Regions from separate parts of the Mus musculus genome. Here regions 1, 3 and 4 are each linked to region 2. A link is a contact called in public HiChIP or PLAC-seq data. All regions are on one chromosome and are shown on one strand. The core of a region is the stretch at or near the end of the contact, and the rest is flanking DNA. Distances in the headings are between cores, read along the strand shown. Region 1 overlaps Spint2 (serine protease inhibitor, Kunitz type 2). Region 2 holds the start of Sipa1l3 (signal-induced proliferation-associated 1 like 3). Region 3 holds the start of Ppp1r14a (protein phosphatase 1, regulatory inhibitor subunit 14A). Region 4 overlaps Sipa1l3 (signal-induced proliferation-associated 1 like 3).

Region 1 (6,390 bases), core at 1,619-4,118, 250 kb after region 2:
TGAAGAAGGCATCTGGTCCTTGTTCTGAGTCCACTTGGCCTACTGTGCACTCTGGGTCACCCTGCTGGCCCCATTTCTGTGTTTTTCATGTCTCACCTGCTCCCTCTTACCCTCAGCGGTGATCCTGGTGGGGCTGTTCCTCATGGTTCTGATCCTCCTCCTGGGAACCTCTATGGTCTGCCTCATCCGTGTGGTTCGCAGAAAGCAGGAGCGTGCGCTGCGCACTGTTTGGAGCACTGCGGATGACAAGGAGCAGCTGGTGAAGAACACCTGTGTCTTGTAGAGGCCCCAGTGCTCAGAACCGGGAGTGACAACTTGTGCTGTTTAAAAAGAGAGCAACTGCTTGCGTCTGAGATCATTAGGGGTTTGGTCTTTGTTTCCCAGTGCTGTTGGGCTGCTTAGGGCCTCCTCTTGACCCTGTCCTCCCACAGCTCCCCTGCCCTTCCCCATCGCCTGTCTCCTCTAACATCACTAGGAAGGAGCCCCATTCTTGTAGCGGTCACTGTTTGTTTGATTTATGTGGGTTTTTTTTTTTTTTAAGTAGATAAAGGTTTTTTAAAAAATCAGGATTCTGAAAGAATGTGTTTAATAAAGTGGGCCTTTTAAAATAAAACTTACTATGTAGTTTGGTTTTTTGTTTTTGTTTTTGGTTTTCTTGTGACTACTAGTTACAGGTGCCAAGGGTTATCTCAGGACTTGCTCAGTCATTCTGGAGTTATGTCTTTGCTTTCCATTTGTTTGTTTGTTTGTTTAAACACAAAGTATGGTTTGTTTTTTGCTTTTTTTTTCATACCCTACAGGGGTCCCAGGGTAACCTGACTTGCCTTCGAAGCTGAGATGACTTGGGCTCGCTGCCAGCTCCTAAGTGCTGACCTTACAGGTGTATGACCCAATACCTGGACTATTCCCAATTGAGGCTGGAACCTAGGGCTGCTGCTCTGCTGGGCAGGCACTTTACCAACAGAACCGCAGCCCAAGCAGCCACAATTGTGTTTGTTTCGTTTTGTTTTGTTTTGGAGACAAAGTTTCTCTGTGCCCTTGCTGTCCTGAAACTCCCTCTGTAGACCAGGCTGGCCTCAAATTCACAGTGATCCACCTGCCTCTGCCTCCCAAGTACTGGGATTAAAGATGTGCACTACCACACTTTAGCCAACCCTCAAAATTTTTTAAGATTTATTTTTTATTTTATGCATATAACTGTTTTGTTTGCAGGTATCTTTGTGTGCCATATGCCTGTTACTTAAGGAGGCCAAAAGAAGAAGGTATAGGATTCTTGGGATCTAAAAGATACAGATGGTTGTGAGCCACTATGTAGGGTCTGGAAAACAAGCCCAGGTCCTCTCTAGCCCACGGCCAGTGCCCTTCATCACTGAGCTGTCTCTCCAAGCCCACTTTTTCACTCATTGAAATTCCTGGCCACACTCCTGAACACTCATTGAGCACTCTCCTGGGCACAACCACAGTTCTTGCTTCCCTGGAATACAGGTGCTCTTAGATTCTGGAGTTGGGAAAGACTCCCATCTATCACTGCCACCTGCCCTCTGACCTCGAGAGTCCGTTAGTGATGGAGTTGTTGAGAGACTCATGAAAGACAGGTATCTCAGCGAGGGAGCACGGTAGCACATGCCTGTAATCCCAGCCCTCAGAAGCAGGGTCAAAATCTCAAGGCCAGTCTGGGCTATAAGACCCTGTCTCAGACAGACAGACAGCTCTTGGAAAGGGCCCAATTTCAATGCGCAACAACATATGGTGGCTCACAATCATCTGTTTGTTACTCCAGTTGTAGGGTGTTTAATACCCTCTCTGGTCTCTGGGACACCAGGCACACAAGTGTTGATGTACATGCAGTCGGAACACTCATACACATAACATTTTTAAAAGATCACTGTCAACACTGAACCCTGCTTTTTGTCCAGTACCACAGAATATCTGTATTTACAGTATGAAGCCAGTTGCCCCTTACAGTGATTGAGAGTACATTAGAGGTCACAAGTCAGCCTGGCCCATCAGTGTGGGTCCAATGGGTGACAGACTCTTAGATCCACCCAGTCTATAAGATGTGCTAATCTTTCCCCAGCCTGAGACTCCTGGGTTGTACAGTTTTGCCTGGGGATGAACCAACTTGAAGGGATTTGACTGACTGGCTTCTATTGCTCAGACTGATCAAAGTGTTCAGTGGAGGTACTCAGTGGACACACACATGGCTGAGGGCTGGACACTGGACTGAGCTGAGTCCACTCACATGGGCCTCTGGTCCTGTAGGTCTTGCTCTTGGGAACTTTGCAAAATGGTTGTACTTGCATGGAACTCTTCACAGATGGGACTGTGAGGAGCCACTGGCTCTGGAGGAGGAGGCTGTGAAACTGGTCCCTGGAATGGGAACTCACCCATATTGTCCTTGCCACTTCCCCAGGCCCCAGGGTTTCAAGGGTTAAGAAGGGGTGATCCTGAGCACTATGAAGGTCACTCCTCAGGACTGCATTGCTGCTCACGTGTGTAGGGAGGAGGAACAGTCGTTGCTGGTATAAAGCTGAGGGCTCTCCAAGCTTTATAATATCCCTTTGTTGATACCAAGCAATTGGCAGGCCATTGAGCTACATCCTCACCTAATTGTGTTCTTCCTTTGCCATAGCCTACTGCCCAGGCGTGTGTGTGTATGTGTGTGTGTGTGTGTGTGTGTGTGTGTGTGTGTGTATGTATGTATGTATGTATGTATCTGGAGTCCTGTGAACAAAGAAAACCACAGATGCTAATGTCTTGCTGTGCGTGAGAAGCTAGGAAGCCAGTTTCTGACCCAGGAGTCTAGAGGTTAACAGCCAGGATGTTAGCTGAGAAGCAGAAGGAAGTGAACTCTGGACTGGGTGGAAGCTGAGCTCAGCCCAGTAGTCACAGGCTAGCACAGTGCTTCAGCCTGATAAGAGAAAAGTCCCTGCGTGCTTCCAGCTCATCCAGCTGCTGGGATGCGGTTGAATAGGGATAGTGTTGTTTATAGGAGCTGGGCCTCTGTTCTTGGGGACTCCAGGAAAAACTAAACGAAGGCTCACCATAATCCCTTTTCCAGACAGACGTGACCTCAAGCATGTAGGAGGGACCTCAGGCATATAGCACTCCAGGAAAGGTATTTGCTCTCCCACCTGGGCCCCTCAGCATCTTGGCCTCCCTACCCACTGTAATTGCTGAAGTAACAAAATCCTATGCTTTGCTGGCGGAGGTGGCACAGGCCTTTAAACCCAGTGTTGAGGCAAAGGCAGGTGAATCTCTGTGAGTTGGATACCAGCCTGGTCTACAAAGAGACCCTGTCTCAAAACAAAACTAAATAAAATGCAGGATTACAGCTAGCCCCTGAGGATGCCTTTTCTTGAGGTGAGAAAAGGGATGGAGGGACCCAGGAGTGAGGACACCAGCAATACTGCATGCTTTGCTTGAGGGGCAGAGTGGCACTATTTAACACCCTGGCACCAAGGCATTTGGGGCAGAAGTTAATGAAACAGAAGGCAAAAAAACGGAGATCAGTGGGGTGCCTACAGCAGTTGGGGAGAATGAGAAGAGCTAGTGGAGATAGGTGGCCTCTCACCAGCTGGGGCCTATACATGAGAAAAGGACACAGCCTCCGTAAGCTTGAGACGTCCAGAAGGGCAGGTGCAGTGCCTGCCAGGTGAGGGGAAAGATAGAAGTGGGGCATCCTGTGTACAATGTGATGGAGGTGAAGTTAGGAGAGACGAGGCCTTGTCCTCCCCTCCCATTCTCCCACTCTGAAACAGCACTGCAGTGCACGATCTCCAGGGTACAGAAGCCCCTCCTACCCCACGGCCTACTAGCCACACCCTAGAGAGGCCAGGGCAGAGACTCAACACCAATACCCCAGTGTGGAGGGGAGGGCTAAAGAGACAGTTGACATTCTGAACGCTGCCTGTTCAGGACAAGCGGAGTCTGCAAAGCCATTTACTTTATGAGGCAAGAATATTTGTTTTGTTTTTTGAGACAGGGTTTCTCTGTGTAGCCCTGGCTGTCTTGGAACTCACTTTGTAGACCAGGCTGGCCTCGAACTCAGAAATCCGCCTGTCTCTGCCTCACAAGTGCTGGGATTAAAGCCGTTTGCCACCACCGCCCGGCGAATTCTTGTCTTTTAATACATTATTTTGTGGGACTGAGATAGAACCCAGGATCTTGTATTTGCTAGGCAAGCACTCTATCACTGAGCCATACCCCAGCCCCTCACTGGATTCTGGCAAAGTGCTCTACCACTGAGCCGTAAGACCCACCACTTAGTATGTACATGGGCTTTGTGCATGTGTGTGCATACTGGAGCACATGGAGGTCAGAAGACCACTCCAGACATTGGTCCTTAATTTCTACCATTTAAAGATGTGTTAGTTACATGTATCTGTGTGAGTCCACAAGTGCTAGCAAAGCCCACGAGCATCTCATTTCTAGGAACCGGAGTTGTAGAGGTGGTTGTGAGTGACCGAGAACTGGAAGTGTTAGTGCTCTTAAGTGCTGGGCCATCTCTCCAGTCCAGACCAAGTCTTGTTTACTCCGTGCGTGCTGGACTGGCTGGTTCCTGAGAACCTGGTACTCTGTCTCTGCCTCCCATCTCCTCAGGACACAGATTACAGACGTGTGCTGCCTCAGCCAGCAGTCACTTGTATGACTTGCTTTGGTTATTTATTTTGTTTTGAGACAAAAGTCTTCTTATGCATAGCTGGCCGGCCTCAATCAAACTCACAGATAACCACTTGCCTTGTCTTCTGAGTGCTGGCATCAAAGGCATGCACGGGCGAGTTTGTTTTCTCAAACATGGATTTTCTTAAACATCGATTAGTGTTTATGTGTGAGTGTATGCCATGGATGTGCTAGGGCATGTGGAGGTCAGGAGAGGATGTCAGATTTCCAGTTCCATGCAGTTGTGAGCCACCGGGTACTGGCTCAGGGTCTTCCACAGAGCACATGCTCCTAACCACGGAGCCATCTCCCCAGCCCCTCAACTCATTTTTTCTTTTAGGTTCGTGTGAGAGTGGCGCGTTCTGCTTACATGTGTGTATGTGCACATGTGCATGCCTGGTGCCCACACAGGTCAGAAAAGGATACCCTGTGAATGCTGAGCTGAACCTGGGTCTTCTGTAAAAACATATGCTCCTAGCCAGTGAGCCATCTCTGCAGCCCCCCAGCTTGGTGTTTCGAGACAGGGTCTTACTCCGGAGCTCAAGCTGTCCTCTGACTAGTAATCTTCCTTCCTTTTTCCAGTGCTTGGATTATAGGTTTGTGCCCGTATGCTGGGCAGGCAAGTGTTAATCTTCACACAGAGACAAACAGGGCCTGACTGCTTAGTGAGGGGTAATTTGAGGTGTACCTGTCCTTGATCCCTATGGTCTGCTAGCAGAACACTCCCTGGACAGAGGTAAACCAATTCACAGGACACACCACTCTGAGTCACTTGTCCCACCCTCCCGGAATTTATATTCTGCCTGGACAGGCTTTCCTCCTGTTCTGTAAGGAGCTGTGGGCCCAACAGTCAGCACTGTTCACACCGCCCTGCCCCCACCCTCACCCCAATGCTGTAGACCAAAGGTGCCCCACTCCTTCCTTACCTCTGCCTCACCCCTCTTATCTACTTCCCTTCCCTGAAGATCAAAGATCATTGGGTGGCATCCCTGCCCGCACCTGTGAACCCTTGTACCTACCACACTAGCTTTTTTTGTTTGTTTTTGTTTTGTTTTTTGAGATAGGGTTTCTCTGTGTAGTCCTGGAACCTACCACACTACCTTAATTTACTTTTTTTTTTTTAATAGTGTGTTTCTCTAGGTAACCCTGGCTGTCCTAGAACTCTCTCTATACACTAGACTGGCCTTAAACTCTTCCTGCATTTGCCTCCAGAGCCTATGTCATCATGCCCAGCCCACTAACTTTTCTCTCTTTTTTGGGGGGAGGGGGCTTTTTGGTTTTTTTGTTTGTTTGTTTGTTTTTTGAGACAGGGTTTCTCTGTGTAGCCCTGGCTGTCCTGGAACTCACTCTGTAGACCAGGCTGGCTCGAACTCAGAAATCTGCCTGCCTCTGCCTCCCAAATGCTGGGATTAAAGGCGTGCGCCACCACTGCCCAGCCCAGTCCACTAACTTTAAAATTTGCATTTTACCGAAGATTTAACCTAGGGCTACATGTACGTTAGGCAAGTGCTGTCACTGAGAAACACCTCCACCACCACCACCCCTTTTATTTTTATTCCTTTGGGACAGGGTCTTGCTAAGGTTTACAGACTAGCCTTGTTTGTAGAGTCTTGAAATTGCAAACCAGTGCAGCATGGTGGCATACCTGTGTGGTCTCCACTTACATAGCAAGCCTGAAGCCAGCCTGGACTATCAGAGACCCAGCCTCAAAACCACAACCAAACATCT
Region 2 (6,841 bases), core at 2,166-4,665:
GCCTTCTTTTCATCTTGGTTCCTGAGTTTGGAGTCCCATGGTGGTATGTGCTGGGGCAGCAGTGGAGAGGAAGTGGCTTGGGACGAGGCCTAGGAAGAAAGCCCTTTGGCCCCTCCCATTTGCCACACCCTTATACTGACCAAAAAGATAGTCAGAAGTCCTCAAGGATCCCCAAAAGGACTGACTCCTGGGTGGAAGATAAATGTAAAAGAGGCGGGGCCCCGCCTTGGAAGACCTGGGCCAGAAGTTGCCTCGGTCGGTGTGCCTTTGGCTGCTGACAGTAATGATGACGGTAATGGCAGCAGTAGCAAAGACAAGTTTTGGTGTCTAATGTGTGCCAGACATGGTATGAGTGAGATACTTTACCTGCAATAACTAACCTAAGCCAAGCCTCCCAGTGACCCCTTCAGCTAATCTACTTATTCCCTTTGTAGAATTTAAATAACTCACGGGGGGTGGGGGGTGTCAGAGGGCCTGGGAATGATGTTCAGTAACTTTTCAGCCCTCTGCGTGCCCTTGCACAGCTCTCAGGCCTGCAAAATCCCAGAAAGCTCTGTGCTCCAGGTCCAGTGTGAGTGAACATTTGGATTTTCAACAGTCCCCCAGGAGCTACCAGGGTTCGTGCCCAGAAAACACATGTTGAAACTTGTAGGAAGTCTGGAAAGGAGATTTAGATAACAAAGAATCCCACAGGTCTCTGCAAGGGTTGACAGTAGCTCTTCAAAAAGGACCCAGTCCCAGTCCTTTGTGTCACTCTGCTATCGGCTGTGCACCTCTCATGATCCCTAGCTCCCTGTGTAGCTCCAGTTGGCACACCCTATCCAGCAGTAGTTAAGGGACACCTATGTGTCCCTTTAAGAGAGAAGAACCTTGCTTTTATGCCCTGCCTCCTGGTTCCTCTTAGGTCTTTTGTAGTAGCACTGGGACAAATAACCTAACACAAATAACCCTGTCTGTGCCGCTCAGAGGCCAGGCCAGAGGCCATGGGAGTAAACTCACAGCACCGCTCAGGAGCACACAAGAGTGTGTGCGGGTCGCCTGTAGAGGTGCGGAGCAGCAGAACCACAATATCCTGCATTGTGCTGTTCCTGTGGCACTTCTAAGATTTGTAATTACTCAGCTGCTTAGCTGTGTGCATAATCATAGTCCCTGTACCCTAGCACCCCTTCATTGTGTCAGCTACCAAACATTTTGTCTGAAAGTGCAGGGACTCCCAAGTTGGGCACAACACTGGAGGTCTGTGCATCCTTTATTTATTTATTTTTTTAGATGTTTATTTACTGTTATACATAAGTACACTGTAGCTGTCTTCAGACACCAGAAGAGGGCGTCAGATCTCATTACGGGTGGTTGTGAGCCACCATGTGGTTGCTGGGATTTGAACTCAGGACCTTTGGAAGAGCAGTCAGTGTTCTTAGCCACTGAGCCATCTCACCAGCCCTGTGTGCATGCTTTTTGAGAGCTCACCCTGCTTGGCACCACCTGGGGTTCCCCCTGCTCCCTCCCACTCCTGAGCAAGATCCTTCTCACAGAGGCTTGACTCTGAGGACCATGGAGGGCTGTGGGGTGGACAGAAGGGGAGGATGTAAGTCAGGTGTAGGTTGCTAGCTCAAAATTGTGAACTCCGGTGGTTCTGGCCCAGTCCCCAACCATCTATGAAAGCGACATTCCTCTTACGGGCAGAATTTTTCCTCTGACCACCTGTGGACAGTGGTTGCCCTGGGAGACTGCGGAGGGCCTGAGAAATGTGACTTAACCTGTGTGCAAGTCCTGGGTCCTACTGGGCCCTGTATTGGTCTTGGGTTAGCCCAATGACCTCCATTTCCCTGTCTGCAAGGTAGAGCAGGTAGGTTGTGGGGGGATTGAAGCTTGTGAAATCATGCGACATGCCCGACTCACAGCCAGTGCCCCTTGAGGGCACGGGAATCTGCTTGTTGCAATTTCCTTTGGTTGTTTTCTTTTGTTTTGCCAGATTGTTCTCAGGTGACTGAGAGCTCCCTGCAGGCAAGAGCATCTTGGTTCTGGTTTACCGCAGTTTGATAAAGATGATAGTAAGAGTTTTAATTTGGCTCTTCGGGGTTTTTTTTTTTTTTTTTTTTTGTATGTGTGTGTTTGTTTGTTTGCTTGTTTTTTCGAGACAGGGTTTCTCTGTGCAGTCCTGGCTATCCTGGAACTCACTCTGTAGACCAGGCTGGCCTCGAACTCAGAAATCCTCCTGCCTCTGCCTCCCAAGTGCTGGGATTAAAGGTGTGTGCCACCACTGCCCGGCTTCATTTGGCTCTTCTGAGCCAGGGTTTGATGCTGATAGCCAGTCTGGCCTTATTGCAGCAGTTCCTCTTGCCTCAGTCTCCCAAATGCAGGGCGTACAGGCAGGTGCATCACACCTGGGAGTCTGTACTTTGCCATCAGACGTCTGGAGGTTAAGTCTGGAGTTTAGGCTGTAACTGTGAGCCAGGTGTTTTCCATTTTGAAGGCCCAGGTGTGAGCAGCCTGTGATAACACAGCTGAGAGTCATGGAACTGTTTTGGTTGTTCTTTGGGTTTTGTTGTTGTTGTTGTTGTTGTTTTTGTTTTTCTGTTTGTTTTTTTGTTTTGTGACAGCCTCCTGTAGCTCAGGTTGGTCCCTGAACTCACTATGCAGCTTTGAATGACCTTGAAATCCTGTCTGACTTTTCCAATTCGAAGATCATAGTCATAAGCTATTGAGCTCCATCTGTTACTGAGTGTTTGATGGGCCAGAGCCATGACCTCACTGGCTTTCTCTCCCAGGGTGGACACTAGACTCTTCACAAGGGCATATTCGCATAACAGTCAAAAGCTGGACTCTTGAGATATACTGCTTGGGTTGAACCCCCACTTGCTATGTGACCTCCGTCCTGTGACTTCTGTTCAACACTATCTGTAAAATAGGCGTGACCGTAGTTCCGACTTAAAGGCCCTGGAGAGACTGTAGTGTTTAGAGCAGCACCCTCCCAGAGCTGTGCTTCCAAGGCTGGGTGGAAGAGTCTGCCACAAGGTTTAATCATTAAGCCTCCAGCCTCTGCAGCCGGCACTGTCTGCAGAGGTGAGGGGCCCACCTGTGGGTAGGAAGGTTGTGAATGAAGCTGCGGGGCTTAGGGCAGGGATGCTGTGGCGCTGATCCAGCCCTGGCTCAGCACCGAGCAGGTGGCCTGTAACAGGCAGGCTTTGTTACCTCCGAGCTTTCTCCCAAACTCATTCAGACCCAAGACCACGTGTCTGATGAGTAAGGAATCCTGTTATTTCCCTTCCCCAAAGGGAATATTGGCAGAACTGGCTCTTTGGGGATGTGCCTGTGTGCAGAGAGCAGCCATCTCAGGGGAACTCCGGTAAGCTGGCGTGGCCTGAAGGCCACTGAATAAGTCGTTAGAAGCTGGCACTGCTGGTTCCTATTTCCGCATTCCAGACACCCACAGCGCAGGAGGAGGCACCACCCCAGGTCGGCCTAGGGAGCTGGGGCAGGTGGCTCTTGCCTAGGGAAAACCTGGGACAGGAGCCACACCTGGGGCCAACCTAGTAGCCACCTTCCTGGAGTGTGATCACGGCTGTGTTCCGGGACTCCTGGTAGGTGAGCGATGTCTCCTCACTTCGGTAGCACCTTCCAGAGAAAGTTAATAATCTGATTCTTCTTTGAGGGAAAGCTAGCTTCTCTCTCTCTCTCTCTCTCTCTCCCCCTCCCTCGCTCCCTCCCTCCCTCCCTCCCTTCCTCTCTCTCCCTCTCTCTCTCTCTCACCCCCTCTTCTCTTGTGAAGTGTTTACCTATCTGTTCCTAACCTGAAGAAAGGTTGGCCCAGTGTTGAGCAAATGAGAAGATGGAGGCCACGGACTCCCAGGGAAAGAATAGATGACTGTAGCTGAGCCCCTGCTGTCTGCAGACTTTGTTACCAGGGGCTGTGGTGCCCCAGCCCAGTATGTATGCTGTGTGGTCTTGGTAAATCCTGTACCCTCCTGGGCCTCAGTTTCCTCTTTTGGGGGAAACAGGAAGTAGTGGTAGTACCCACTGAGTTGTCATGCCAAGTGCCCCAGCTCCTCTGACCCTGCGCCTGTGGACTGCAGCTCAGGCCCCTTGCTCCCTGCTCTGGCCTCTCCCTGGCTGTGTCCTCTGCCTGTGGATGTAGTTGGGGTGGCATGTCCACCTGCCTTCCCACACTCACGTAGCCGTTCTCAGGACTAGCCTTCCAAAGCCACCCCCTCCTCAAGTCTCTGCTCAGATGTTCCCAACCCAGGGTGCCTTCCTCTCAGTCACCCTGGAGCCACCTCCTTCGCTGGATTTTTCTTCCACCTGCATCTCAACTGTTGGCTTCCTGGGAGCGCAGGCCAGGCCTTGGTCCTTCTAGAACAGTGCCTAGCCTGTAGCGGGGGTGGGGTGGGGTGCAGCTTCAGTTATGACATGAATGAATTTATGCTACTAGATGGCCCATTGGTGGATGGACGGCTAGCTGTTCTCACTTGGGACTGACTAGAGTGCCACCAGCGTTTCCAGGAAGCCATGGCAGTGGTTGGTGTGACCTGTCACCTCTCTCTCTGGTCTCTCTGTGGTCATGCAGCCATTCTTGGGGTCTGTCAGCCTCAAGCTGCTGGCTTCCTGGCCCCCAATCCCTTCAGGCGTCACAGCCTGGAAGCTGACAGTGGCTCATTTGGGCATTTTGGGCACATGGCATGACAGAGAAAGTGTGGTACCAGCGAATTAGAGAATAGTGGGGTAATCTCAGTAAGAGAGGATTTGTGCGTGCCTGCTATGTATTGGAAAGGTGACATAGCTCCAGGTTTCTGTGGCAGGAAGGCAGGGGAGATAAGAGTGACCTGACCAGCCTTGGTTTATCCTCTCCTCTGCTTTAGTAGGCAATAACTCTTGCTGTGCGCTGAGCAGGTTTTAATTAACCAGTGAGTTGAAGGAATCAGACTGTGTTGTAACTGACACGCTCTCTGTTTCTGGCTCCAGGTAGCAGCGACTGGTGCTGTAAAAATATCCCAGGCAGGCTTCCCCGAGGCGCTCCAGGGAGCCAGGTCAGTGGTCCTCCCTCTCAGGCTTCTCCAGCAGCCCCAAGCTCTGAGGCACCTCACGGGCCCACTGTTGCCATGTGACAGTCATGTGCCCTTCACCCTCCAGAGCCTGTTGCAGTGTGGAAGGCTGCCATGGCAACAGGTCACTGTTCCCTGAGCTCCAAGGAGTATCACTTTGAGGGAAGTTGAGGAAAAGCCATGTCTTGTAATGTGTGAGTCCCTCACTGCCTGAATTCTGGGCTTTAGTTGCCTTTTCTGGAAGATGGTGCTAATTGATAGTGTCTGTGTAAGCGAGACGTTAAAGAGAGGCCAGGTGATATCTAGTGTGCCAGAAGACTCCTGGAGAGAAGACAGTGGGAGGGTAAGTGTTCAGGAGATGACATTATGTTACGTTCTTGAGTATTTTCAGTCTGCCCCCACCCCCACTTTCTAGGCTCTTCTTTCTCCCCTTTCCTCCTTACCTGACCTGTAAGCAGCACCCTCCCTTGTCAGCGTCTTCCCATATCTTATCATGGGTCTTTTCTCCATGGTTCTATAGTGCTCCAGGGAACAGTGTTGCTCCATTAGGGATAGTACGGTCTTTATTTTCATGAGTTTTGCTTTCACACAGCAGTACCATATGGAAATATTTCTGAATCAATATTCCTCTGATTCGCTCTTTTTTAAAAGAAAAAGAAGATGGTCAGGTAGTGGTGGCACATGTTTTTAGTCCCAGGAGGCAGAGGCAGGCAGATCCCTGAGTTAGAGGCCAGCTTGGTCTATGGAGTGAGATCCAGGACAGCCAGGGTTACACAGAGAAAGCCTGTCTCAAAAAACCATATTGAAAGGAAGAGAGGGAGGGAGGGAGGGAAGGAGGAAGGGAGAGAGGGAGGAAAAAGGAAAATAAAGGAAAGGGGGCTGAGAGATGCTCAGTTGCTTAAGAGCACTTGCTGCTCTTGCAGAGGACTTTGGTTTAGTTCCCAGCACCTACATTGTGGCTCACAACCATCGTTAAATCTGGGAGCTCTGATGCCCTCTCCTAGCCTCTGTGGGTACCAGGAACACATGTGGTGCACACACATATATGCAGGCAAAAAATTCATACACATTAAATAAAAATCTAAAAAATATTTTACATTTCATCCTAGCATATCTTCTACTACCAAGCCACGCCCCCAGCCCCTCACTAGGGGATTCTAGGCAGGGGCTCTACCACTGAGCCACGCCCCCAGCCTCTCACTGGAGGATTCTAGGCAGGGGCTCTACCACTGAGCCACGCCCCCAGCCCCTCACTAGGGGATTCTAGGCAGGGGCTCTACCACTGAGCCATGCCCCCAGCCCCTCACTAAGGGATTCTAGGCAGGGCTCTACCACTGAGCCCCACTCCCACTCCACATGTACTCTGGGTGGGTGTGCCATAATGTTTGGCTGGATGTCATCTATGTTCTTTCTTTCGTTTCCAGCTTTTCCCCAAAATTACTTTTATAATTGATGGCCTTCTTTAATTAGCTCACAGGTGTTGGAGCTTAGCTACTCTAACTTGAGCCCTGTAGGCTTCTGAGGTTGAACAGGAAGCAGTGGTAGCATAGTGATGATGCCCTTTGTCCAGACAGGAGGTGTGTTTTCTAGGGTGCTCACAGGCCCAGTGCAGTGATGAACCACCCACTCTCAGTGCTTTTTCATTATAGAAATGATTAATAGATGCATCGTCATGATACAGATTAGTTGTGCCTAATGGGTATTTATGACGCAATCAGAGAGGAGGGGATGGGATTGTGTTCTTTCCTATTGACAGGCTCTGTTAGAAATCAGGATATAGAATAGATTTCTGCTAGCCGCTT
Region 3 (6,933 bases), core at 361-2,860, 220 kb after region 2:
GAGGCTAAGGCCTCGTGGTGGTGATACAAAGGATATCTGAACATGTTGTGGACAAGATCCAGCTGTCCTGGGCCAGAGACCACTGGACCTAAGCTTCTACTTTGCCAGCTCTGCTGCCCAGCTGGGCAATGAGGGTGCTGTCCTGTGTGGGAGAAGGGATCTCTGGCATCTAAGTGTGCTGGGCCCGAGACTGAGGGGCCTACTTGCCTTGAGAGAGTGTAGCCAGTGTGGCTGCCTCTCTAGTGTGGCTGTCCCAGGTCAGACATGGCAAGCTGTAGGGACTATCTTTATTTATCTTTTTTTTTCTTTTTCTTTTTTTTAAGATAGGGTCTTTCTGTGTATCCCTGGATGACTTGGAACCCACTCTGTAGAACTGGCTGGCCTCGAACTCACAGAGATCTCTCTGCCTCTGCCTCCTCAATGCTGAGTCTAAAAGGTGTGAGGTGCACCATGCCAGGTTTGTTTTAGACTTTTCAGACAGGGTCTCCTTATCCAAGGTCGTCCTTGAACCCCTAACCCTCCAGCCTTCACCTCTCAAGTGCTGAGGTCACAAGCGTTAGCGGCCCTGCCTACCTTGGTTTCTAGTGTTCTGTGTTCCTGGGACACTTTTACCAGTTCCGTGTGTAATTTCCACAGACGTGTGTGTGTGTGTGTGTGTGTGTGTGCATGCGTGCGTGCGCGCGTGCACATGCACACAGAACTTTAACATCTGCCACTCTGTTTGTAGACAGCCATACTTTTCTTTTTTGGCAGCAGATAATGGCCCATGTAACTTGAGTCACTCTGTGTCCCTGGATAGCTATTGGAGCTTGGAGCACCCCAGCTGGAACTGATGTGTATCTGTGCCCAGCTGTATCTCTTCACTTGGCGCCCAGGGGGGTTGTGTTGTGCGTGCATGTCAGTATTCCATGGCAGGCCATGTTGTCCCTTAACTTAATCCACTTGTGTTCCTGTGAGTTTGTGTGTGGCTCACTTTGGTGCTATGTCTGAGTGGCTGTGACTTCCGTCATCTGTGAAAATTGTTGTTTCCTCTGCTGAGAGTCTCTGCTGTCCTATCTCCCTTGTCACCCATGTCTATGTTTGGCTTAAGGACATCCCCTGTCCCTATCCGTTCTCTCAATATGTTGGCTCTGCCCGCCACCCCCCATCTCATCCCCAGCCCTTCCCAGTTGTCTGGGTTGATTGGACGCACACATGTCTGGGGATCCTGGGTGCATGTCTGAGTGTCCGCGAGCTGGATGCCTCTAAGCACCGAGACCAGCGCCTCGGGCCATGAATCCTAGCAAAGGCCGCAGTCGGTGCACCAGCGAGCAAGTACTAGGGTCACCGAGGTCGCAGGGTTGCAGGGTCTTAGGCTACCTCCGTCCCTCAGCCCCGGCCCCTCTGAGTCTCACCCTGCCGCGGTACAGCTCCTCCAAGCATCCGTCGATCCACTTCTCCACGTCCAGCCGTCGCTGCAGCTCCCGTCGGTCGTACTTGACCGTGACTCGCGCGTGCCGCTTCTGCAGCCCGCTGGGGCTGCCCCCCGGGCCGCGGGCCCGCGACGGGGACTGCAGCTTGCTCAGCACGCGCTTGCCCAGCCGCTGCGCAGCCATCGTACCGTCACCCGCTGCCCCTACTTTGCGCCCTGCCTCGCGCTCCGGGATCTTAATGGCCGGGGCGGGGCCACCGGGGGCGGGGGCTCGTGCTCTGGGACCCGCCCCTCCCCGATCGCCGGGCCTCAGTTTCCCTTCCTGCAGAGGCAAGCTGGCTAATGTGCAGCCTTCAAGCCCGGGGTCCTGCGGGGGTTCAGATGGGTGGGGGCGGGGTGCCCATCTTAGAGTGCCCCAGGGCAGGCATCTCCGGGCGGGGTCCCAGGACACGCTCTAGGGTCCGTCCTGTGCTCCCTCTGGCGGCAGCGAAGGGTGTTGCAAGGGCGCCAGGCCTAGCTGTACGGGAGGGGGATCCCACTGAAGTTTCTCTTTTTAAGAGGGACCTATTAGTCTGGCCTTAAACTCCTAAACCTCCTGTCTCCACCTTCTAAGTGATGCGATTCCAGACCTGAGCCACCACACTCAACTTTTTCTTTCTCACCCCTGCTCCCAGAAGGTGATCGGAAACGGACCCCAGGAGTGTTAAGCCAGTGCTTGAATCATCTTTTAGTTTACCCCGCTCATTCACGCACTTTTCCATCCACTTATTTCCATTTATTCACTTGTTCCTGTTGCGATCATAAAAAGAGATAAAGCTGTACAAGAACATGTTCTGGGGGGTGTGAGGAAGGGGATGTCTCGGCGGGCCCATGCCAAGGCATCCCTTCCCCCTGAGAGACCAGCCACACTGACGGTATACCATGGAATAGAGTTTATTCAGGGCATGGGGAAGAGAGTTAAGAGGCAGAGAAAGGCAGAGAGAAGGAGAGAGTAGAGAAGTAGAGGCCGGCCATGGCCACGTGGAGAGAGGGGGTAAAGGAATGGGGAGAGAGGGGGAACAAGGAGGCAAGAGGGAAGAGAGGCAAGAGTAGGAGAGAAAGAAAGGGAGGAGGGGCCAAGCAGCCCCTTTTATAATGGGCCAGGTCTACCTGGCTGTTGCCAGGTAACTATGGGGAGGAGCATACCTGGCTGCTGCCAGGTAACTGTGGGGGTGGAGTCCAGACAGAATACCAACACTCCCAGTACACATTGTTTACTGAGTGTGTCAACAGCATGTGACTTGGGTGCTTAGGAGGCGGAGGCGGGAGATTCAGGAATTCAAGGTGAGGGTAGGCTACAGAGTGAGCTTCAGAGTCCAGGACAAGCTGAGCTGTGGACCCTGCCCAGATAGATAGATAATGATAGATAGATAGATAGACAGACAGACAACAGCCTGGGTGAGCGAGATGGCTCCCTTGGTAAAGAGGCTTGGTGCTAAGCCTAAGGACCCCGCACATGAATCTCAGCTATTGAGGAAGGGTGGTAAAGACAGTACAAGAGAGGCCGAGGTAGACTGATGAAAATTCGAGGTAAACTTGGACTACATGCTGAGAATTACCTCAAATATGGGAGGCAGGGGTACCTGGAGAGATGGCTCAGCAGTTAAGAGCATCAGCTGCTCTTGTAGAGGAACCGGATTCAGTTCCCAGCACATACACACATGTACACACATGTACACACACACACAAACACACACGATGGCTCACATCCACTTGTAACTCCTGTTTCAGGGAATCTGATGCCCTCTTCTGGCCTCCAAGGGCTCCTGAAGAATACACCCAGCACTCGGGCATGCACAAGCATGTGCTATGTCAGGCACTGTACTAGGCAGCGCAGAACCAAGTCCCCCTAGTGCTCACGCTGCGGCAGTGGCAGTAGGTGCGCTGTCTCCAGTTTATTACATGACAAGGAGAAGTGGATGGTAATGTGACCAAGGGTGTCAAGGGAAGATCCTGGCTTTGCAAGTTGTCTTACTCAGGCCAGAAGCAGCAAGAACCACACTTCCTTATTGCTGAGGGTCTGGGTGAGCTCAAGCCGCACAGGTGGTGAGCAGGCAGTCTGTGCCTGAGCTCAGCGCCACACAACAGCACTTTACCAAGGCGTGTGTGCACGCCCGCGCGTGAGTATGTGTGTGTGTATGATTTAACCATTTGCTTTTTTTGTCTGCTTCTCAACCAGCACTGTACTAAAGGCCAGTAGGAGTTATGCGCCTTGGGCGCAGGCAAAAGGGGGACACACTGGACTGGAGAACGGGTGCAGTCAGACAGGGCTTGGCCTGCAGGCATGAGGAGCTGAGTTAGGATTCCTAGCCCAAGTGTTAGCCTGGCACAGGCAGGAGAGGTGGCTCAGAGGTTAAGAACACTGGCTGCAGCAGGGTGTGGTGGCACACGCCTTTAATCCCAGCACTTGGGAGGCAGAGGCAGGCAGGTTTCTGAGTTTGAGGCCAGCCTGGTCTACAGAGTGAGTTCCAGCACAGCCAGGGCTACACAGAGAAACCCTGTCTCGAAAAAACAAAAAAAGAAAGAAAGAAAGAAAGAAAGAAAGAAAGAAAGAAAGAAAGAAAGAAAAAGAAAAAAAAGAGAACACTGGCTGCTCGTGCGGAGAACCCGGGTCCTACTTCCAGAGCTCACATGGTTGCTTACAACCAACTGTAATGCCCATTTCAGGGGATCGAATGTCCTCTTCTGACCTATAAGGGCACCAGGCACCCAGATGTTATGCATATATATATACATACATTCAGGCAAATGCTTATACACATTTAAAAAAAAAGAGCTGAGTATGGAGGTGCCTGTCTATAGTGATAGTTCTAGAAAATTAGGGACAAGGAGACCCCTAGGGTTCTCCAGCCAACTGGTCTACCAGAATCAGCAAACTGGAAGTTTAGTGACAGACCCTGTCTCAAAATATAAAGTGGAAGTGGATTGAAGCAAACAGCAGATATTGATTTCTGGCCTCTACCTACAAGTACATGACTGGGCACACAAATACATAAGCGCAAGGAGCCATTGTTGGCTACATAGAAAGATCCTATCTGAACCTACCTCCTCTCTAAAAAGTCATTCTTCGGACACACTGCACAATTCCAAACAAATCAGTGTAAAGGATCCTTCCATCCAAGGGGATGCTTTATTCAGCTCCACCTCAGAGCCACACCTCCACCCTTCTCCCTACCTCCTCCTGCTATTATCATCGTCGTCATCATTATCATTATTATTATCTTAAGACAGGGTGTGCAAAAGTTATTGAGCCTGACTGAGACTGGCTCTATAGAGCAGTTCAGATCTGGGTGGGAGACACAGGAGACTGCCAACCTAGATCCAGGTTTACTGAGAGGTCTATTCTAGAAGGAATAAGGCAGAAAGAGGTAAATCAGGGCTCTCAGAGATCTGCTGGGACTAAAGGTGTGTGCCAGTATACCTGACAAAATTAAAGTTAAAAAGACACACACACACACACACACACACACACAGAGAGAGAGAGAGAGAGAGAGAGAGAGAGAGAGAGAGAGAGAGAGAGAATATACACACATCTATGAGGGTGCTTGCCTCTCTCACACACAACACAGCCCTGGGAGGCCTGTGTTCAGCCCTAGAACAGCCCTTGTTATTCATATTATGTCTCTACAAACCCGTGCTTTTCCAAAGATGACAGCTGACCTTTCCAAATCGGCAGGTTTTCACTGAGATGATGATGAGTTGCTCTTTTAAACCAAAGCAGCCAGAATAAAGAGCTGTTAGGCAAGTTCTCTATAATTCTAACAAGGAAATCCCAGTTTGTTTCATTTCAGCTGCGTTTGAACGTGCAGGCTTACCCTGAGAGGCCAGAGCTCTCCATCTTATTTATTTATCTATGTATTTAACACTATTACTCTCTTCAGACACCCCAGAAGAGGGCATCAGAGCCCATTACCGATGGTTGTGAGCCACCATGTGGTTGCTGGGAGTTGGAACTCAGGACCTCTGGAAGTACAGTCAGTGCTCCTAACCGCTGAGCCGTTTCTCCAGCCTCTCCATTTTATGTTTGAACCCGGGAACTGTCAATTTGGCTGGGCTTCCTTGCCAGCAAACCCTAGGCTCCCTCAGCCTCTGCTTCCCTAGCCCTGGGATTACAGCCATCTGCTATGCTGCCCAGCGTTTTACATAGGTGCTGGGGGCTCCAACTCAGGTCCCTGAGCTGGGATGACAAGCACTTTACCAACTGAGCCAGCTGTCCAACTCTTGTTCCCCCTTTTCCCTGACCACCTCTTGAGACAGGGTCTTACTGCACTTGCTGTGTAGAACAGTTGGTCTCAAACTCACAGAGATTTCCGCACGCACATCTGTGTCCTGAGTGCTGGGGTTAGAAGAGGACACTACCATGCCCAGTCTTGTCTCTTTTTGAGACCTTGTTATGTAGCCCAGGCTGACCTGACACGCATCATGTCCTTTCTCCCTCAGCCTTCTTATTCACAGGGATTAGAGGCCTGAGGTCACCTCAGTGGGTACTGAGGATAATTCCATTCCAAAGCAAGAGTCATGGCAAGCATCAAACGTCTACTGGCTGTCGCTGCCTGGTGATTTCTAACAGTGCCTGGATCTGTTCACGCTTGTACCTTCTCGCATTTATAGCAGGACCTGACTCAAAATGTGTGTGGAGTAAGTACGTGCTTCAATGAATGAATGAGTGAATGAATGAATGGTGTTTTCTCCCCAACCAGGATCTCCAGCCACTTGGGGTTGTTTATAAGCACAGAGTAGGAGCTGGAGGGAAGCCGGAAGGGTGGGGATCAGCGTTCTGGGCAAGATAAAGAAAATAGCAGGCATAAAACTACCTTAGTTGCTTAAGGCAAACACTGTATTGATAACTCATGTTTTTTCTGCAGCACACTGGTGACAGTGGCCTTGGCTTCCACAATACCCAGGTATTTAATCCTAAGATTATCTATGGGCTGGCTGTGGTATCGCAAGCCTTTAAGCCCTGGAGGCAGAGGCAGGTAGATCCCTGTTAAGTCTGAGGACAGCCTGATCTACATATAGAGTTCTAGGAGAGCCAGGGTTACACTGAGAGACCCAGTCACAAAACAAGGAGTACCTCTTGCAGAGGACTGGGGTTTGGTTCCTAGCATCTGCACGGTGGCTCACAACTGGAGTTACAACTCTAGTTACAGGGAATTTACTGCCTCTTCTGGTCTCTGTGGGCACCAGGCACACACATATGTGGTAGTCAGATGGACATTTAAGCAAAACACTCATACACATAAAATAATCTGAAGAGAGAGAGAGACCTGTCGACTGCTCCTCATGCAGTTTTTGTTCCTCATCTCTTAAGCCTTCAGTTACCGAGGCTTGCTTCTCATGGCCCTTTCTCCACGGCCAGTTCCAACACTCTTGATTTACTCCATTCCAGCCCCAAATCCACCCTCCAGAGTTTAGGTTTAGTGTTTGTTTTGTTTTGTAATGTCTTTTTTCTGTTGCTTAGCAGGGTCTCATGAATCCCGGAC
Region 4 (6,839 bases), core at 2,094-4,593, 160 kb after region 2:
ATTTTGTAGGGTTTTGAAATCCATGATATAAAGGCAGTAGTGATGCCAGGCGTGGATAGTGCGTGAGGCAGGGGGGTGGGAACAAATTACCCCATAGCTGAGAGAAGTATTTGCCAAACCCAGAAGTGGAGGGAGTGGGGGGGAGAGCCCCACTATACAAGTGGCCCTGGTGGTTGCTAGCTTTAATTTGCATATAGACAATTGATGCTAATTGCAAGTCATACTTATCTACTCATTAAAGCTGCTTCCTGAAGTTTTCTCCTAGGCAACGGGGTTTTAGTGTGGAACAGCATTTCCCAAAATGGGGTGCCTGAGGTGATCTGGGTGCTGAGAGGAGGGAGACGCTGCCTCTTAAATGGATGTGGATTTCCTTAGGAGGCGGCAGCGCTTCTCGCCCACCCCTGATCTCACAGACACTGCCCTGGACCCTATGGAAGATGAGATGGAAGGGCTTCTTGCTTTCTCCTCTTCTGTGTGTGTGGTGGGCAGTGGTGTTGGGGGAGGAGGAAGAGGAGGACCTGTTTTTGAGATTGGACCTTACTCTGTAGCCCTGACTGGCCTGTAACTCAGGAGATCAGGCTGGACTCAAACTTGTGGTAATCCTCCTGCCTCTGCCTCTGAGATGCTAGAAGTATACCTAGTTGCCACCACACAGTGTTAGAAATGAGATGATTTTAAGAAACATCTCGCTGGCGAGATGGCTCAGCGGGTAAGAGCACTAACTGCTCTTCTGAAGGTCCTGAGTTCAAATCCCAGCAACCACATGGTGGATCACAGCCACCCATAATGAAATCTGATGTCCTCTTCTGGTGCATCTGAAGACAGCTACAGTGTACTTATTTATAATAATAAATATTCGTACATAAAATAAATAAATAAAATCTCTTAAAAAAAGAAAAAAAGAAACATTCAGCCAGTTGTAGTGATCCATCCCCATCATCTCATCCCAGCACAGGGAAGAGCTGAGGCAGGAGGGTCTGTGGCAAGGACATGAGTCTCACACACGCACACACACACGACACACACGACCCACACAATACACACGTAGATACACCACTCACACACTACATACATATACACCATAAACACACACACACCACAGACATACATACCACAACCACACACACATACACACACCACAGACCTACACACCACATACATACACACACACAGACACCACATACATATACACCACACACACACACACACCACACATACCACAGACATACACATACACACACCACACAACACACACGTAGACACACCACCCACACACTACATACATATACACCATAAACACACACACCACAGACATACATACCACAACCACACACACATACACACACCACACACCACAGACCTACACACCACACACACACACCACACATACCACAGACATGCACACACAACACACACATAGACACACACACATGACACACAACACACACGTAGACACACCGCCCACACACTACATACATACACACCACAAACACACATACACGACACACACCACAGACCTACACACCACATACATACACACACACACACACACCACATACATATACACCACACACATACACACCACACATACCACAGACATACCACATATACACACACACATAAGACACCACACACACACCACAGACATACACACCACACACACACACCACAGACCTACACACTGCAACCACACGCATGTGTGAGTGAAGGTGGTGTTCCAGTCAGTGCAGCAAGTTGGTGGTGTTGTCCCACTGCACTGAAGCCCTCAGCAGCTACTGTCGTGGGTATGGTCCTTGAGAATGTCAGACAGCGTGGTACTTGAACCCAGCACCCAGACACGGGTGAGGCTCTTGTCTGCACAGTCCTGTTCACGAGAACCCTGTGCCCTGTCTGCACCTGCCCAGCACTTGCCATTTATTCATGAGCAGGTGCATGTGTGCCAGGCCCAGTGTTGGCTGGCCCCAGGAAGACAACAGGCAGATGGTAGCAAAGTCATGGATGAGCCGCAGCAGCAGGCATCCTCAGAGGAGGCTGGCCAATGTCTTCAGTCTGCAGTTTCATTACGTGTATTACGTTGTATTTTGTGTGTGTGAGGGTGGGTATAGGGGGTGTTGCTGGGAATCAAAGCCAGGGCCATGCACAGTCTAAGCCCCACAGCTCTGGCTGTGGACGTTGACCTAAAAACAAACTAAACAATCCAGACCTGGTGGCACAGGTGCTACTAACCCCAGCGCTTCGGAGGCTGATCCAGAATTGTCACTTCTGGGCCCGCTGAGGCTACAGAAGGAGACTTGCCTCAAATCTGAAGGGCAGAAGAGAAAGATGGGGTTGTAGAGAGGTTTCTCACAAGTAGGAGATGAGGGTACAAAGGGTGGGACCCGGGTAAGAGGGTTGAGCTTCATGTCACTGAGCACAGGCCCGAGGGGCCAGCGAGGTCACTCAGGCACTCCATTACTGAGTGTGAATTTGATCCCAAGGGCTAAAGAAAGCCAGGGAAGGTCTCAGCGGGAGGAGATGGGAGGATGTGTGCAGCTTCCAATTGTGTGTCAGCGTACATGGCGTACCACGCGTGAAAACGTCAGCGGGTGGCGTGATGAAGTCAGGCTTTCTTACACCTTTACGTGGGTTACAGGAATCAAACTCAGGTCACAGCTGGGCGGCGGTGGCTCACGCCTTTAATCCCAGCACTTGGGAGGCAGAGGCAGGCGGATTTCTGAGTTTGAGGCCAGCCTGGTCTACAGAGTGAGTTCCAGGACAGCCAGGGCTACACAGAGAAACCCTGTCTCGAAAAAACCAAAAAAAGAAAAAAGAAAAAAATGGTCTATGGGGTAAAACAGGAGGTGGAGTCCCAGGAAGGGTGAGGCTAAGTCACTCAGAGATGGCACAGGCCTGGAGCAAATGTCCAGGGGGTGAGGTGAGCTCTTGCTAGTTGCTGTAAGTGAGGAGCACTGGCCACTCTGGCTGGAGGGGATCTCAGACCAGACCAGACCAGACCAGACCAGACCAGACCAGCTCAGCTTTCCTCGGCAGTGCTGTTCTAGATACCCCCGTGCTCCAGGGAACAGAGTCCAGTCCTCCTTCATGGGGCTGACATTCTGCTGCAGAGAGGAAACAGATGGACAGACAGACAACAACCAAGTGAGACACAGATGGCAATCAAGGCTCAGGAGGGAAATAGGCAGGCAGTGTCTTGATTGGCAGCCAGACAGCTAAGACTATTGTACCTCGCCGGCCTGCTCGCAGTACTCTGGGAATGTCTGGTGGCCGGGAGACTGAGGTGGATCCCCAAGGGAAGCGTGGCAGGAGGTGTGAGTAGCAGGGTGGCAAGAGGGCTGCTCTAGCAGGCTCACTGCTGTGGTTAGAGCTAGCATCTGGTCCTGGAGGGTGTGAGAGCCAGCGAAGGTGCCTGAGCCCCTAATCTGGCAAACATTTTTCTAAAATATCACTCTGGGGGCAGCCTGTAATCACAGCACTCAGAGACAAGAAGAATGTGAGCGGGAGGCCGGCCTGGGCTAGACAATGAGATCGGTCTTTAATTTTAGAGGAAAGGTGGGGCACTGTAGTCTTCTCTGAAAGAAGCAGGCTGTTTAGGGAAGGCAGGACAGAGAGCAGAATTTGAAAACTGCCAGGAAGAGATGAGCTGGCCATGCCCAGAAAGGCCCCATCCTCTTGCCTGGCCCCAGCTCTTTTCTTCAAAGCCCACAGAGCCTGTATCTGCTTGTGCAGGTCCGTGACTGCAGCTACTTCACAGATATTAGCCCACCCCACCCACCCCAGACATTCGTCATGGGAGCCCAGCAGCCAAGCTCCCTGCCAGGTGCTGGCACCCGTCGTGGGCACCTGAAAGGCCCAGCAAGCCCAGGCACATAACTACCTGGCCCCTAAGCAGTACACATGCCAAAATCTTTCAGTTTCCAGAGCAATTTGTCAGTCAGCTAAGGGGATCTGAGACTCTGTTCCACGTGGAGCTGACGCAGCTGGGCGTTCCCAGCAGGGAGGAAGCACGTGGCTCTGCTTCCCGGGCTGCGCTAGCAGTCTCCGAGTCTGTCTGGGGATCCATCTCGGGCACAGCCCTCAAAGGTAATCTGGGGGTCTGCTGGGGCCCACCCTGCCTGTGTCGGAAGACTGGAACCACACATGATAGATCTGTCAGCAAGGGGGAAAAAACCCAGACTATTTTCCTAGAATGCTAGGGGTTGAGGGAGTGCCTGAGGTCTGTGGGCAGAGGGGCAGTTCAAAGGCCCTGCGGTAGAAACATTCCCGGGTATTTGAGGGATAGCCTTGTGTAACTGCTAGAAAAGACAGGCAAGTGGAGAAACTGAGGACACAGGAGGTGGCAGATGGAGTGGGACCTATGGGGGTCTCTGCCTGTCTGCATGAGCCAACACCACAAGGAGTTCTGGAGTGTCGCACATTTCCACAGGGTCCTTGTGGCTGTGGGGAGAACACGGAAGGCAGGTAACCCTGGAAGAGACAGTGGTGGCGATGCTGACGGGTGGCACTTGGTGGAGGTGACAAGCAGTGATGGTCGTAAGATCCAGGTGAAGCCCATCATTCCAGACGCTCGGGTCACAGCAGGCACAGAGGAGGATGGGGGCAAGATGGGAGCGAGCCAGGTGGCCTGCAGCCTGCCCCCCAGCCCCGCCCCAGCTATGTGGGCATGGCATTACTGCCTGACTGCCTTACACTGAACTCCTTCAGGCCCTTGGTCTCTGAGGCCCAACTTCCCTTCCATTAGATGGGACAATAATGGGTGGCCCGGCTGGACAGTGTTCCATACTTGTTAATCCTAGCACTCAGGAGGGAGAGGCAAGAGGGTTAGGAGGTCAAGGTCATCTTCAGCTACACAGCAAGCTGGAGGCCAGCCTGGGATACATGAGTTCCTGTCTCTAAAACTTTGGTGATAACAGTAACATAGCTGTGGTCCAACGAAGGTCATGTGGACATAGTGAAGCCGCCGCTGCTGTGCTTAGTCTCTGTCTATTGTGCCTTTCTCCTGCCGGCGATCTTGTTGAGTACGGAAGAAAGCTTGAGGCTGCTCGATCCCATGCATCACCATAAGGGAGCTATCTAGGCTCTCCCAGCCCTAGTGCCCCCACCTGAAATACAGCATCGGCAGCTCCTGCAGCAGAAAGTGCCGGGGGCTTTATGGGGTGCCGTGTGGCAAACGTTTAAAACCAGGCCTGACCGTGTCCCGGATCTTTGCGGTCATCCTTGTAGCTGTCGCCCAGGACCGCCTGCCAGCCCCTCGGAACCTGGACGGAGCAGTAACATGTCACAGCCTCACGAAGAAGGGCCATGGCTAAAACAGGGTACCAGTGCAGAGTGCACCTCCCCATGCCCCCGCCCTGTCTTAGCTGGAGCAGGGTCATAGCCTCTGGACAGGCCACCCTCATACACTTGCAGCTTGAAATCGCCATCAGTGGGTCATTTCTCAGAACACAGACTCACTAATGGGAAGGGACAAGGCCAGTGCACACATGAGACACGGGCGTCCTTGCTCATCTAGGACAAAGTCCAAGCCTTCATCCACGGGCCTCACATCCACACATGCCACATTGAAGGGAAGGTCTTCCGAGATCACCTCTGCAGCTGGGGTATCAGGTTGCCTCCCTCGCCTTTCTACCTGGAACTCTCTGTGTGGGGTCTAATTTCACTCTCCTGCATCCTGACGTTCCCATCACAGCCACCTGCAGAGCTAGTACCCCCTGCACACTGCTTGGGGGCATCTTCTAAAGTGGTTACCGGAACCGCGCTGAAAGCATGTCACGTGTAATCCAATGTGGGCATCTGAAATTGAGTTTGACAAAATGCTCATCCTTTATGCAGTTTACACTGGTTTTTTTTTTTGGGATTTTTTTTGGGGGGGGGGTTGTTTTGATACAGGTTCTGATGTAGTTCAGGCTGGCCAAAACCTCAGGGATTTAGCCAGAGATGATCTAGAACCCATTTGTCCTTTTGGCCCTGCCAGTCAAGTGCCAGGATGACAGGCCTGAGACACTATACCTAACGAGAGTGAGCCATTAGAATCCTAAACTTTAAGAAAAAGATGCTAAGGATGTGTTTTTATCTTTAAGTATGTATATCTGCATGTCAGTATTACATGTGACTACAGGTTCTCATGGAGGCCAGAGCCATGCGAGCTCTTGGGAGCTGGAGTTACAGGCAATTGTGGGGAATCAAATTCAGGTCCACTGGAGGAGCCAGAAGCACGCATAACTTCTCTTAGCTCCTATCTTTAAAAAAAAGAAAAAAAAATAAGTTAATTTGCAGTTAAAAATGGTGGCACATACCTATAACCCCTGTTATTATCTCTCGGGAAGTTGAGGCAAGAAGAATGCTGTGCATTTCAGGCCAGCCTGGGAGGTGGCGTCAGACCTCCTCCAAAACAAGTCACAAGGAGAAAGATTTGAGCCCTTGGCACTGCCATTGGCTTTCCAAAGTTTGGTTGCAGTAGATAGTGGGAAGCGCCTTGTAGCAGTTCAGCAAGATAAGGAAATGAGGCCAACGGCTCAGTGCGTCCTCCTGCGCAAACCCGACAACCTAAGCACAAAGTGGGAGGAGAGCCAAGTCCACAGAACTGTCTACCTCCACACGGGGCCCCTCCCCAGTGCACACAGTGACAGTAAATTGATTGTCAAGTTAAATTAAGAGTTTGTTATTGCAGCAACTCACCCTGAACTCCCGAGTGAGTGACCCTCTCTTGTCTTTGCTTCTGCAGTGACATGGGCTCCAGGGCCGGCTACCCCACTCAGGTTTACAAAACAGCCAGTGCAGAGACTCCCCGGCCCTCCCAGCTCTCTCAGTGCAGCCCCTTCCAGCTCTCCACCTCCGTCCCC

The links. HiChIP or PLAC-seq counts read pairs in DNA pulled down with a chosen protein or histone mark.
Region 1: an HNF4G HiChIP or PLAC-seq map of pancreatic cancer cells shows a contact between it and region 2. The contact joins the enhancer-like site here to the promoter of Sipa1l3 in region 2. A contact is called at or near these places in 7 of 39 promoter capture datasets (the HPC-7 cell line, cranial neural crest, embryonic stem cells and 3 more), 4 of 484 Hi-C or Micro-C datasets (the N1E-115 cell line, embryonic stem cells and pro-B cells), 4 of 115 datasets of contacts at active chromatin or transcription factors (embryonic forebrain, embryonic stem cells, extraembryonic endoderm stem cells and 1 more) and 1 of 9 other capture datasets (adipose tissue).
Region 3: a contact with region 2 is called in a FOXA1 HiChIP or PLAC-seq map of pancreatic cancer cells. The contact joins the promoter of Ppp1r14a here to the promoter of Sipa1l3 in region 2. A contact is called at or near these places in 7 of 39 promoter capture datasets (cranial neural crest, embryonic stem cells, hematopoietic stem and progenitor cells and 3 more), 3 of 484 Hi-C or Micro-C datasets (the C10 cell line, embryonic stem cells and extraembryonic ectoderm), 21 of 115 datasets of contacts at active chromatin or transcription factors (craniofacial prominence, embryonic basal ganglia, embryonic forebrain and 13 more) and 3 of 9 other capture datasets (adipose tissue, embryonic stem cells and pancreatic islet).
Region 4: a contact with region 2 is called in an H3K27ac HiChIP or PLAC-seq map of embryonic stem cells, with 16 read pairs. The contact joins the enhancer-like site here to the promoter of Sipa1l3 in region 2. A contact is called at or near these places in 7 of 39 promoter capture datasets (the 3T3-L1 cell line, embryonic stem cells, hippocampal neurons and 2 more), 3 of 484 Hi-C or Micro-C datasets (the G1E-ER4 cell line and muscle stem cells), 18 of 115 datasets of contacts at active chromatin or transcription factors (acute myeloid leukemia, double positive thymocytes, embryonic basal ganglia and 8 more) and 3 of 9 other capture datasets (adipose tissue, liver and pancreatic islet).

What each region holds. Positions count from the first base shown.
Region 1 is chr7:29,250,564-29,256,953 of GRCm38.p6, reverse strand. It overlaps Spint2 (serine protease inhibitor, Kunitz type 2), which reads left to right. Exons shown (of 7, transcript NM_011464.2): 7 at 117-624. The coding sequence ends at 283. Among named protein-coding and RNA genes, the nearest start is that of 2200002D01Rik, 5.3 kb to the right of the region's middle. Within about 2 kb of position 2,868, at least 39 of the 459 cell types and tissues checked have an H3K27ac peak or open chromatin away from gene starts, as enhancers often do. A contact at or near this core is called in the HPC-7 cell line, adipose tissue, liver and 1 more, where this site is marked.
Region 2 is chr7:29,502,034-29,508,874 of GRCm38.p6, reverse strand. Sipa1l3 (signal-induced proliferation-associated 1 like 3) reads left to right here and starts at 3,415. Exons shown (of 23, transcript NM_001081028.1): 1 at 3,415-3,581; 2 at 4,960-5,024.
Region 3 is chr7:29,283,997-29,290,929 of GRCm38.p6, reverse strand. It overlaps Ppp1r14a (protein phosphatase 1, regulatory inhibitor subunit 14A), which reads right to left and starts at 1,610. Exons shown (of 4, transcript NM_026731.3): 1 at 1,395-1,610. The coding sequence starts at 1,595. It overlaps Gm45977 (a long non-coding RNA gene), which reads left to right and starts at 2,631. Exons shown (of 4, transcript XR_003946629.1): 1 at 2,631-2,734; 2 at 5,891-6,088; 3 at 6,316-6,354; 4 at 6,912-6,933.
Region 4 is chr7:29,339,060-29,345,898 of GRCm38.p6, reverse strand. It overlaps Sipa1l3 (signal-induced proliferation-associated 1 like 3), which reads left to right. Exons shown (of 23, transcript NM_001081028.1): 17 at 6,722-6,839. Among named protein-coding and RNA genes, the nearest start is that of Dpf1, 34 kb to the right of the region's middle. Within about 2 kb of position 3,343, at least 65 of the 459 cell types and tissues checked have an H3K27ac peak or open chromatin away from gene starts, as enhancers often do. A contact at or near this core is called in the G1E-ER4 cell line, embryonic forebrain, embryonic stem cells and 4 more, where this site is marked.